2 separate regions of the Pan troglodytes genome follow, and region 2 is linked to region 1. Evidence: chromatin contacts called from public Hi-C data. All regions are on one chromosome and are shown on one strand. Each heading gives the region's core, a stretch centred on a gene start, on an enhancer-like site or on the middle of the called end of the contact. The rest is flanking DNA. Distances are from core to core; before and after follow the strand shown.

The links. A called contact is a pair of places that touch in the nucleus more often than the background predicts.
Region 2: a contact with region 1 is called in a Hi-C map of stem cell-derived neural progenitor cells, with 2.4 times the contacts expected there. The contact joins the enhancer-like site here to the promoter of DOK5 in region 1. A contact is called at or near these places in 1 of 7 Hi-C or Micro-C datasets (stem cell-derived neural progenitor cells) and 1 of 1 datasets of contacts at active chromatin or transcription factors (stem cell-derived excitatory neurons).

The regions. Positions count from the first base shown.
Region 1 is chr21:60,766,134-60,772,159 of NHGRI_mPanTro3-v2.0_pri, forward strand. DOK5 (docking protein 5) reads left to right here and starts at 3,537. Exons shown (of 8, transcript XM_009437437.4): 1 at 3,537-3,957. The coding sequence starts at 3,892.
Region 2 is chr21:60,916,362-60,922,387 of NHGRI_mPanTro3-v2.0_pri, forward strand. The region is part of intron 6 of DOK5 (docking protein 5); the gene reads left to right. Among named protein-coding and RNA genes, the nearest start is that of DOK5, 150 kb to the left of the region's middle. Within about 2 kb of position 2,735, at least 8 of the 24 cell types and tissues checked have an H3K27ac peak or open chromatin away from gene starts, as enhancers often do. A contact at or near this core is called in stem cell-derived neural progenitor cells, where this site is marked.

The DNA.
Region 1 (6,026 bases), core at 2,287-4,786:
GTTATGTCTTACATGGCAGCAGGCAAGAGAGCTTGTGTAGGGGAACTCCTGCCTTTACAAAACCATCAGATCTCATGAAACTTACTTGCTACCACAAGAATAGAATGGGGGAAACCACTGCCACGATTCAATTATCTCCACCTTGCCCCACCCTTGACACGTGGGGATTATTATAATTCAAGGTGAGATTTGGGTAGGGACACAGAAAAACTGGATCAGACAATGACTAGACTCAAGGATGAAAAACCATGTCCTGAGGTGCCAGAGTTGAACCACGAGCTTGGATCCCTGGGCATCCTTATAGGACTAAGTGTCCTACTTGCCCAGGATAAACTGTTACATGAAAAATAAATAAACTTTTATGCATCTTAAATCATTATATTTTGGGGTCTAATTGTTACAAAATCTTCAAATCTATTTAAATGACCTCCTGGGGTGCTGGAAGAGGGGTTCAAACCAGATCGTCGGGATCTGGTTTGCTTCTCTTTATGTCTTGGTTCTGCTCCTTTAGCGTGGCCTTCACTCTTCGATAAGTCCTCCCCTGGGGTTTCACCATTTGTGCCAGCAGCTCCTGGGCCTCTTCCATCCAGATTCCATTTCAGCTGGAGTGTGAGTCTTCCTCCCAGTATTCAGTAAAAGTAACCCAATTCATTATTAATTGGCCAGCTTAGGTCATGTGCCCATATCTGAACCAATCACCAACCACTAGTTGTCCAAAGGAAGGCCATGGACAGGGCTGCACACGTGAGCTGGAAACAGGGGTGAGTATGCTCAGTGAAAATGGTGACTATGATGGGAAGAACAAAGTCTGGATGCTGAGGAAACAAACAAATGCATACTACAAATAAGAAGCTCTAAATGTTCAAAAATTGAGTTCAAAACCCGGAACGAAATAGTATTTTTTCTTGTCAGACATTTCCAGTAAAACTAAATCATGTGTGATAGTATATTTGTTCGGCAGCATATGGTTAGGCAAGTTGCGCTCTGTAGAACTCTATAAGCACCCCTTACATTGCCTACCTCTGTGAATGGTTCTTTTCCATTTCTTTTTCTTTTTTTAATTTTTTTTTTTTTTTTGAGACGGAGTTTCAATCTTGTTGCCCAGGCTGAAGTGCAATGGTGCAATCTTGGCTCACCTCCACCTCCCAGGTTCAAGTGATTCTCCTGCTTCAGCCTTCCGGGTAGCTGGGATTACAGGCACGCACCACCACACATAGCTAATTTTGTATTTTTGGTAGAAACGGGGTTTCTCCATGTTGGTCAGGCTGGTCTCGAACTCCCGACCTCAGGTGATCCGCCCACCTCAGCCTCCCAAAAAACTACAGGGATTACAGGCGTAAGCCACTGTGCCCGGTCTCTTTGCTCTTGCTGCCAGGGCTTGTATTGCACAATTTGGACAAGTGTAAATGTCCTATGAATAGTATATCACAGTCTGTACGTTTTGCATGTATGTCAATTTGATTTCACCAAACAAAACCATATATTGGATTCAGTCTTGCAATTTAAAAAAGAAATCAATTGTTCCTTCACGTCTAGTTAGATATTTTCTGGTTTGATTCTAGTTTCCTCAGTTCCAGTTAAATTATTTATGGATGTTGATTATAGTCAGCATTAACTATCAAGGGATGGATTTCTCGCCTTCAGTTTTTGTCAGTAATTATTTCCGTTATTGTGGGCCCTTCATTTTCAGCTCCTTATGCCTTAATTTCTTCATTTTTTGTTTCTATAATACTGTGGACTTGGTCTATAAATGATGTGTTAGATAAATGCCTTCCATGAACACCTCTATTTTACAGCAACCATGGGCAGCATTTTTTTTTAAGTTCCAATCCTTCAAAAGGAGCTCTCCAAATGATTTTACCATTTCATCTCTTTTGGTGAGAGATTTAAAATTAAAACATCATTTTCCATAGAATGGCAACATGAAGACAGATGGTTTACTATGTAGCAAAAATAGTTCTCCCTGCCAGAATATCTCCTTTTTGATTGTCCCCATTTAGTCTCGGTTCTCCTATGACACATTCTTGGAGGATTCTGTTCTTTAACTGAAACTCATCAAGCCAAGGTGACTAAAAGCTAATGTTCCCAGTGAGAATGGGAAGATTCATATCGTCTTAGAGTTGAAAGACCTGTGGATGTCATCAGGTCAAACAATCCACTAGTCACTGAATCCTCTTCTCAATGGCTCTGAGCAGTGATCTCTAGCTTTAGCTTTGTCGCTTCCCAGTGAGTAAGAATTGTCTAATTTCTGATGATCATCTTTGCCTTTGTGAATAGTGCAAATGATTAGAAAGATCTTCCTTGGAAATCAACTAGTAACCTCTCTTTCTGTGAGATCCTCTCTTCAGAAGAGGAATAGGAGAATGTTTAGGAGCAGAGCTGGGCACTACACACACCTCCCTTCAATCCTAGCTCTGATAGTGGCCAGCTGTGAGACCTTAGCAAGTCTGTAAAATATGGATGCTGGTGCCTAATTCATTATTCCCTTAACAAGATTAGCACAATGCCCAGCACACTGGTGCTCAATGTGTGTTAGCAATTATCAATCAAGTATGCTTTAGGGAGGTAATGCAGTCAGGGGCAGGTGAGTGTGAAATTCAGTCCCCTTCTTCATCTTATTGTATAGGCAGTATCTCATAATGGCAATGAGAGCTCTATTGCCAGGCTAAGGAGGCTTAAATATGGGCCTGGTGTATACATTAACAGGGCACCTACCTCAAAAAGTGCAGGGGAGTTTGAATGAGTCAATCCATGCAAAAGGCTTGGAGAGTGCCTGGCACCTAGGTGGCCATCTTGATAACCACAAGGATTTACTGAGCACTTGCTCTGGGGTCAGGCTTTGGGGACAGACAGTGATGAGGCCAAGTCTCAGCCCCCTGGGAAACACATTCCGGCGGGAAAGAGGCTGAAACAGGGAAACTGTGGCAAATGATACCAGCGAGGGCTAGGTCCCTGACACAAGGAAACCCAAGGAAGCATTTAGCTTAAGCGGTGACAATATCCCTCTCCTCAGATGCCAAGGTCAAGGCGAGCTGCGGCAACACCATCTCCCCAGACACACACGCAAAATCGGCCCTTCTCGGGGAAAGGGCAGGGGCTGAAGGGGGAGGCGGGATGGGCGGCGGCTGGAAAAAAGTGAAATTTCCTCTCCTCCTAAAATAAGTCTTTGGAGCGAGGAGAGCGAGCGTTATCTCAGTAGGCTGTGGGCGAGGTGCGGGGGCGGCGGGGGCACGCTCCGGGTCCGCCGGGAGGGGAGGGATCGGAAGGGGAAGCGGGGAGGGAAAGGTGGGTGGGAGGCGCGGGGAGCGCGTTCCAGGGCGGCTGCTCACGGGTGGCCGCAGCCCAGTGCTGGGACTCGCGCGGCTCCTCCTCTTAGCCCCCCCACCCCTTCCTCCTCTTTCCTCCTCCTCCTTCCTCCTCCTCCTCCTCCTCCTTCCTCCTCCTCCTCCTCCTCCTCCTTCCTCCTCCTCCTCCTCCTCCTCCTCCTCCTCCTCCTCCTCCTCCTCCTTCTTCTTCTCCTCCTCCTCCTCCTCCTTCTTCTTCTCCTCCTTCTCGGCCGGGAGGAGGCAGGGCTGGATCCCTCAGCCGCCGCCGCTCCTCCTCCTGGCAGGCCGGCCGCGGAGTCAGCTGACGCCGGCGCTCCAGCCTCGCCTCCCCGCGCCGCGCTCTGCGCTCCCCGAAAGTGGCTGCAAGCCGGCCGCCCACTGTCAGGGTTGGGGGGACAGAGAAAGTGATGTGCGCCTTCTAAAGCCTCGCCCAGCGCCGCCGAAGCAGCTTCACCTCTCCAACTTTCTCCCACCGACTGCTTGTCTTGACCCTGCCCTCCACCCTCCCCAGAGCCACTTCGGGTGCGCGCTCTTGGGTAAAGGGGGGGGTCACCGGCTGTCTGGGATGGCTTCCAATTTTAATGACATAGTGAAGCAAGGGTACGTGAGGATCCGGAGCAGACGCCTCGGGGTGAGTATCGATCCTCTCCGTGTTGCTGTTCGCCGGTTCGATTGTCTCTCTCTTGAGCCAGCATCCCTGGAGGGTGGACGGAGAGTCCCCGGCCGCGCGCCGGAGAATTGCGCGGTGGCTTTCTCAGCCGAAACCCGCGTCTCCGGGGCTGTCACTGTAAGGCCAGCGTCTAGGTATGTAATGGATCTATCTTTATCTCTTGGATGACTTGGCTTTCTGATGGTGGCCGCGTGTTGGGCTTCAGTAGCCCCTGGAGCCCATCTACTCGAAATAAATATTTCTCGGTAGCCATGGAAGTTGGAGCCGAGAAGCCCGGGCGGGGGTGCCTGCCGGATGCCCCCGGTTCCCCTCTTTTCCCACTCGCCGCCAACTTAACTTTTCCGGGGGATGGATCGGCTGGTTGAGAAAGAGGACACGCATACTCGGTGTGAAAGAGGTCACGAACCTTCTGACCCCAGGGAGAGATTTCTGCCAAGCGTAAGGTGTCTTTGGACCCCCCCACCTCTGTCCCAGGTGTCGTGTCAAAGGCGGTGCGGGCTGGCCTCTGGTCGGGGCCAACTTGGGTAGATACTTGAATCTGGATTTCCCGCGGTTCGAAGCCGGGGTGGTGGATTTCTGTTGCTGGAATACACCCTGGAGGTCCACGGAAGGGTTATTTACGTGGAACCTGATACCTGGCATAGCGCAAGTGCTCCCTACATATGTCCTGAAAGGAAGAATGAATGAATCTTAGGGCACTTGGGACAGATGTTGACACAGGCTAGGTCCTTCCTTAAAACTCCCTCTTTCGCCCCTTTCTCTCTTGGCTCTTCGCTGGAGGAGGCTTCAAAAGAGAACCCACCCTTCCTCTCCTTGGGACTGAATGATGGTGGAAGAATTCTTGAGGGAGAGGGAAGATACTGGAACGATTTTTTTATTTCCTAAAAATTTCAAACTAGGTCCCTCATTTCTCTTTGCCTCCTATCAAGTGTTGTCGCTGTTTTAGTTGATCCTATGCGTTTGGACATAAGGGGTGAAAAGTGGGGGTGGAGAGGTGGCGGGGGCGGGGGGAGAAAATATCCTTTGGTGTAATGCCTGAAATAAGCATAATGTCAGTAATCGTGTGGAATGCCGCTATTGATAATGAGTGGTAAATTGAATAGCTTTCTTTAGAAATATGTGTCATTTGGCATCTTTCTCTTACTTGGTCTTTGGACTGTTTTAATGTGCCAGATACTTTTACTGAAAACTGAAAAGAAATTTCACAGTAGTAAACTCAGCTAGGGAGGGAAGCCCTGTGGGGAGGAACATCCGCAATTATTATAAAACTCTTGCCTAATTCGTTTTGGTCTTTTTCTTTTCTTTTTTTCCCCTGCTGGTGACCATGTTTTAGCGATTATGTCCTGTGTTATTGTGAATATATACATATGTAATTAGGGAGAAATGTAACAGAATTCACCATTTCCATCAGCTCTGTCAAAGTTTCCTTGGTTTTCTTTTCTGCTATGCAAATATTCTCGTCTTCAAGAGCACCCATTGTTGGGGGTACTTTACTGAGTGACTCCCATGTAAGGGGCAAACAATAATGGGAACTTTCTATTTTTGGTATGCTTATAGGCTGGCCAAGTGTTACAATTTTAAGGGGAGTTAAGTTAAAAAAAAAAAAAAAAAAAAACAGCATTCTAATTTAGCTTTACTCCATCATGTCAATGGAAGGAATTGGTATGAGACATCCATTCTGTGTTAGGGAGCATTCCAATGGGAAGAGGACATGCATTATTAATGCACAAAATATGAATTATTCATAAGGATCAGAGTTTATGCCAAATTGTGACACATGGTAATTTATTTGAAAAACTGGTTACCATCACTTTCTTGTTTGTGGTAACTGAGGTTATTTTTTCTAGATTATTACAATTGACACAACATAGCCCTATGTGTGTGCCAACATTTATGGACAGATATTTGAAGCAGAAGGAACAGAAATATTTAGTTTGTATTTGTTTTATGTTTTACAGCATTTTGGATGCTAGTGAGCAGTATACTTTCTCAAGATTTATTGTTTTTGTCTGTGTTCACGTTCAGACTTC
Region 2 (6,026 bases), core at 1,485-3,984, 150 kb after region 1:
TGAACCCAGGAGTCGGAGGTTGCAGTGAGCCGAGATCACGCCATGGACTCCAGCCTGGCAACAGAGCGGCACTCCATCTCAAAAAAAAAAAAAAAAAAGCTAAATGAGATTAACCTACATTTACTAATAGACATTTAACAGAGACCAAACTGTTTATTCAGACAGGATAGATGTGGATGAAACTCAGGCTTCTTCCTTAAATTTGCGATGGCTTTGTTCCTGTGTATGAGGGGAAGAAAATCTCATTTTCTCAGCACTTCTGTTTCAGTCTCTTATAACAACATGATAACTTGCAATGTGCAGGGGTGTGTTTTAATAGTGCTTTCACCTGATTATTAAATGCTGCCTTAGCTTACACAGCTCCTCCCCGGAGCTGGGAGCTCCTGTCACGGTGCCAGGGATGTTGGTTGACTTGTGGCTATGCCTCTATTGGAAAAGGAGACGACTTGTTTTGCTGACAGATCGTGGCTTTGTTTATAAACTTGAAAACTAGTTTTAATACTTGAGATGGGGGCTCCGTCAGTAGGCAGTACATTGCGACCTTGATGGCGGCAGGGCAGCCTGTCATGCCACGACCCTTCCCTCATTTGGAGATGTTCACTTCAGAGCATAAAATCACACGTGCATCTGCTTGACCGTGTGGGCAGTGGTGAGTAATCCTATTTCCCAGTGTTGAGCATGGCAAAGAAGATAGAGATAGAAATAGTGATGAGGACTGAGAGAAGAAAGAAATCAATTCAGTGCAGTTTCTGATCTGTTTTGGGAAGTCAAGGAGTAAGTTTAAAAACTCAAGATTTTTGAAATGGTGGTAGCAGGGCATGAAATCAAGTACAAGACCCTTCTAAGCACAGAGCCCTGTATGACTGCACACGCTGTACTCCTGTGAAGCCAGCCCCAGTGAAGAGTTATGCCTGGGGAACATACATAAACAGTATGTGATCAAGCAAATTGGAACGCGTAGTCACCCTAAAACAGCGGTTCTCAATTAGTGGCAGTTTTATTTCCCAGGGGACATTTGGCAGTATCTGGAGTCATTTCTGGCTGTCAACAGTGGGGTCCCATTGGCATCTGGTGGGTAGAGGCCAGGAGTGCTGTAAGTTCCATACAATGCTTAGGACAGCCCCCCTGCCCTCGACAAAGAATGAGCTGGCCCCAAATGTCAATAGGGCCAAGGTTGAGAACGCTTGCTCTTCTGATAGACAGGTTCTCCTTGAAGCTGGGCCAGAATTGGATGGGTCTGTGTGTTTGGGGTTGAATATCATTTATGAGCTGTGCAACCCAGCCTCTGTTTGCCTTGTTCACATCATATGTAATAAGTGGGTGATACTAATGTCTCTGCCTGGTTTTGTTGGTTCACATGAGCTAGTGCTTGTAAGGCAACGAGATGAGGCATAGTAAGATTCAACACATGTGAACTATTACAGTGATTTCCTCTTTTTTTATTTTTATTTTTTTTTCTGAGATGGAGTGTCGCTCTGTCGCCCAGGCTGGAGTACAGTGGTGCAATCTTGGCTCACTGCAACCTCCATCTCCTGGGTTCAAGCAATTCTCCTGCCTCAGCCTCCCCAGTAGCTGGGACTACAGGCGCCCACCACCATGCCTGGCTAAGTTTTTGTATTTTTAGTAGAGACAGGGTTTCACCATGTTAGCCAAGATGGTCTCGATCTCCTGACCTCGTGATCCACCCACCTTGGCCTGCCAAAGTGCTTGGATTACAGGCGCGAGCCACTGCACCCGGCCAGTGATTTCCTTTTTACTTACACAAACCAATATGAGTTGGGCGAGGAGAAAGAGACTCACCTTGAAGCAATGGGGATATAAACAGGCAACACCAGGAATTTGAATGATGGAGCCGAGAGCTCTTGTTTCCTTAAGACCCTGATGATGTTTGTGCAGTATCAAAGAATAAAGCAAGCACAACCACATGTGACTATGAGGTAAGGCCCCTGTCTTCTGTGCAGCTCATAGCCTAGTACTCAGCAGGAATTCCAGAAATACACACAGTCAGTTATACCTGCTTTGTAAAGCAAAGTGCAACAAGAAAACAATATGTGAATACATGGTGTAGGCGATTCTGCCCAGCAGCCCACCCCTTCACCCTGGCATGTGCTTGGCATCTTGTCACAAAAGCACCTGCTTCCACTGAGTGTGAGCCTAGTGTTTAAAGGGACAATCTGATTATATGTGATTTTTATGTTATGCGTTAACTTTAAAAGCTGACCTCTGAGTAAGTGGCAGCTCCATTCGAGCCTGTAAACCTCTGGAAGGCGGGGACAAGGCCCCATGGGTGTGTAATAAGCTCAGGGTCTGGCACAGGGCTTAAAGGTTTGTTGAATGAACAAAATAGGGATCAAATAAGTTATTGTGTGAGCCAAGAGAAAAAGAAAAATCGAAGCCAAAATACCAAGTCCAGTTCTCTCCTAATGCCCAAACAGGGCACAGGTTCCAGGCAAGTCTGCTGTAAAAGGCCACAGAAAACTCAGTCCCTAAGGATATCTATTTCAATGTATAGGTGGGGGAGAGGATTTTTTTAGTAAGGAGGCAGAAAAAGTTACCGGAGGCAAAGGGAGCAGTGAATTTGTTTTATGCATGTGGCTGAGAATTCAGATGGCTCTGAATAAATTGATGCAAATCACTTTCATTCCCCGTGAAAATAACCATTTGAGTGCATCTGGTGCTCGGCAACATGCTGCACTTGGAAATTTGGCCCCAAATGGTTGATTTCACTAACAGTCTGCTTTGTCAAAGCTGTAAGCCACAATGGAGGCATTATTTCTGCCAGAGTCTGCTCACTGTGTAGTGTCTTTGCTGCATGTTTTTTTTTTTTCCCTTAGCAGGAAAGCGGTCTTTCTTTCTTACCCACATTTTTTTTTTCTAACATCGAGGAAGTAAGCCTCTACTCACTCTATTTTCTTGACAGTTTCATAATATTCTGTGATACCTTGGTAACATTTGGATGATAGGAGTACCCATCACTTTTCCTCCAAATGTCAGAACAAAAGAGAGGACTTGGAGAAAGTAAAGACAGCTCTTTGGGTGGTTCCTGCCAAACATCTGTCAGAGCTGGAATCAGAATTAGGCAGCCCATGAGGACTGGTTCATTAGAATGTTGGGGAAGACCACATGTTTGGCAGATCGTTAATTTCCACTTGAAAGAAGGCCCCTGGGACAGTGGGGGTCCAAGGGCCTCACAGAGGTTCTAATCTCCTGTTTTTCAAGATGGTGGGGGCAGCGTCATCTCCTTGCAGCCTAGACGTTTGGCCAGTTGCCATTTCTTTAAGCTTTGGAAATACAGTTAAGGTGGCTTTTATCATTTGGAACGGAGTAGATTTGAGTCCATCCTTTAGGATCTGTATAATACTCTCAGTACTTTCTATGAGAAATATGTAGAATTGTGTTATGAACTGTAGCTCTGGATTAAGAGGCCAGGTCCTATATCCTGGCTGGACATCTTTACCAGCTCAGGGTCCTTGGGCTACTAACTTTACCACCCTTAGTACTTGTTCCCCCTTCTACAAAGTGTGGATTATATTAGTTCACAACTTGCCAGGTGAGATAAGCAGGTGATTTCTTGGCACAGTGCCTGGTACCTATTAAATATAGCAGCAACCTGAGCTGTTATTATTACTGACTTGTAGTGGGAGAATAAAATGGCAAGGGAAGGCAGATTATAGGGAATCCCCATTCACACAAACGATTCATTCATTTCTTCAATCAATTCATCCATCCATAATTCAATTATCTAATTCCTTTTTATTAAATGCCTACTATATGCCAGGAATCATGGTGGGCACGACGTCTATGAGCATATACAAGAAATCTCTGCCTTCAGGAAGGAGAACTCTGCTGCGAGGGGGTCTTCTCTCCTTTTTAGAGGAAGGAGCACCGTTGTGGAGGCAGACAATGATATATCCAAAGCTTGGCTTTCAACTAGCTGTCTGACCAGACACTCTAAATCCTGGGGGACAGAGAAAGTGTGAAAGTTTTTATTCATTTTAAGTTTGCAGACCCTAGCACAGTGTGTGGCTTATAAATGATGCCCAGAGTACATAAATGGATGGGATGAGGGAATGAATGAGCCGAAGAACACCGAGTGCAGAATTCATCGAAAGGGGTGAGGGAAAGAGCGGAGGTTTTTAGGTAGGAAGCATGTGAGCAGAAAACACAGTTAGGAGGCTTCTTCTAATTGAGGGATAATTAGAGTTGGAATGAGTGGCTCCATCTGGCTCTTTGCTGAGAGTCTGCGTGCTTTATTTCCTTCAATTTTCACAACTATCCTTGGAGATAGGGACTGGTTTTTGAATCTTATTTATTTTTACATAAACACATGTCTGTAAAATTTAACTAACTGCAAAATTATGGTCATATAGATGATTAGTGCTTTATTTTTTCTTTTTATAATTTGTTTACGTGCATTTTTCCCCCTCCTGTCTCTTTATTAGCAATTCCTAACCTTGTTAAGAAGTTCACATGTACCTTTCCATGTTTTCCTGTGTACCCATATTATCCTGTACAGATATGCACATCTACATATATACATAGACACATACACAGATACATACAAAAGATGGGTGTCGTGATGCAATTGTTTATTTTACAAAATTGTGATCACAACACACGACTAACCCCTAGTTTTTCCATTCAACAGTAAACATTTAATGGAAATAGTTTGAAGTCTTGTAGTACAGTTGTAATTCAGAGGTTGACAAACTACAGCCCAAGGGTGAAATCTGGCCTATGACTGTTTTTATAATTTAAATTTTATTGGAACACAGCTACATCCTCCCTGTTCATTTATGAGTTGTTGTTCACACTGAAACAGCGGAGTCGAGTAGTTGGTGATGGTGTGGCCTGCAAAGCCATTTACTATCTGGTCCAAAACAGAAAAGTTTGCCAACTTTGTTCCTATTCATTCTTTTTGATGGCTGCATGATATTTCAGAGTCTTGATGTAACATAATTTATTAAACATACGTATAAGAATATCAGATTTTTTGCCATTAAAACAATACTCTTTGACTGTGAAGTGAGTCCCTGAAAATAAAAAACAAAACAAAACAACAACATCAAAACCAATACTGCAACAATTATCCTTGTACACAGTTCTTATAGATTGTCAACCTTATTGAATTGAGTTTGTGAACTTTAGTTAATGGAGTTTTCTAAACTCGGGAGTAGGATTGCTGAATTAAAGGATTTAAGTTGCTTTTTAAAATATTTAAATCAGTGTTGCTGCCTTGTCTTTTGAAATGCTGGAGTATCTTGCATTTTATTGGACATATTAGTAGATCCATTTCATAATGGCAGAAACTGAGGTTCGGTGGGTCACCCTTTAGTTAAGTAGAAAGGACGGGAACCAAAAGCCCTGGACTGATACTCACTGGGAACTGAAAGGAAGAAACAGGTTTGGGAAACTTGTCAGAGGTTGAAAGCGGAGAGAGCCTCTAGGGTCTGAGTGTAAATGTGTCTGTGGCGTGGGTCAAGGTGACAGGGTGAGGGTAAGGGAAAGAAAGACGCAGTGGATCTCCAACTTACGTGTGCATCACAGTCGTCTACAAAGCTTGTAAAGCCACAGATTTCGGGGTTCCACTTGAGTGTTTTAACAGGCCTGGGGCAGGGCATTGAAATGCACATTTCTGATAAGTACTCAGGCGATGCTGAGGTCACTAGACCAGGTAACATGCTTTCAGAACCGACGCTCTGGAGTGAATTTCAGGATCTGGCCCCTTAGTCCTGAGAAGAACAAAAAGATGTATATTCTCAAGAAGTGTGACCGTCTCAAGAAAAAACAAGGGATGGAATGGGAGCTACAGAAATCATAGCATGCACCTTGTGCTTCTCCACCCTTCATGATACAACGGTTCACAGTGAGACATACACACTGATCAGTAATCACATCCTGTGCTGAGAACAGAGTCAATTCAGGCATACTTTTCTACTTGTTTCATCACATCGGCGCTAGCCAGCCTTTAGTGTGTGTTAGCACTATATGTTCACAAGGTTGCGAGTGTTTAGGGAAACAAGAAC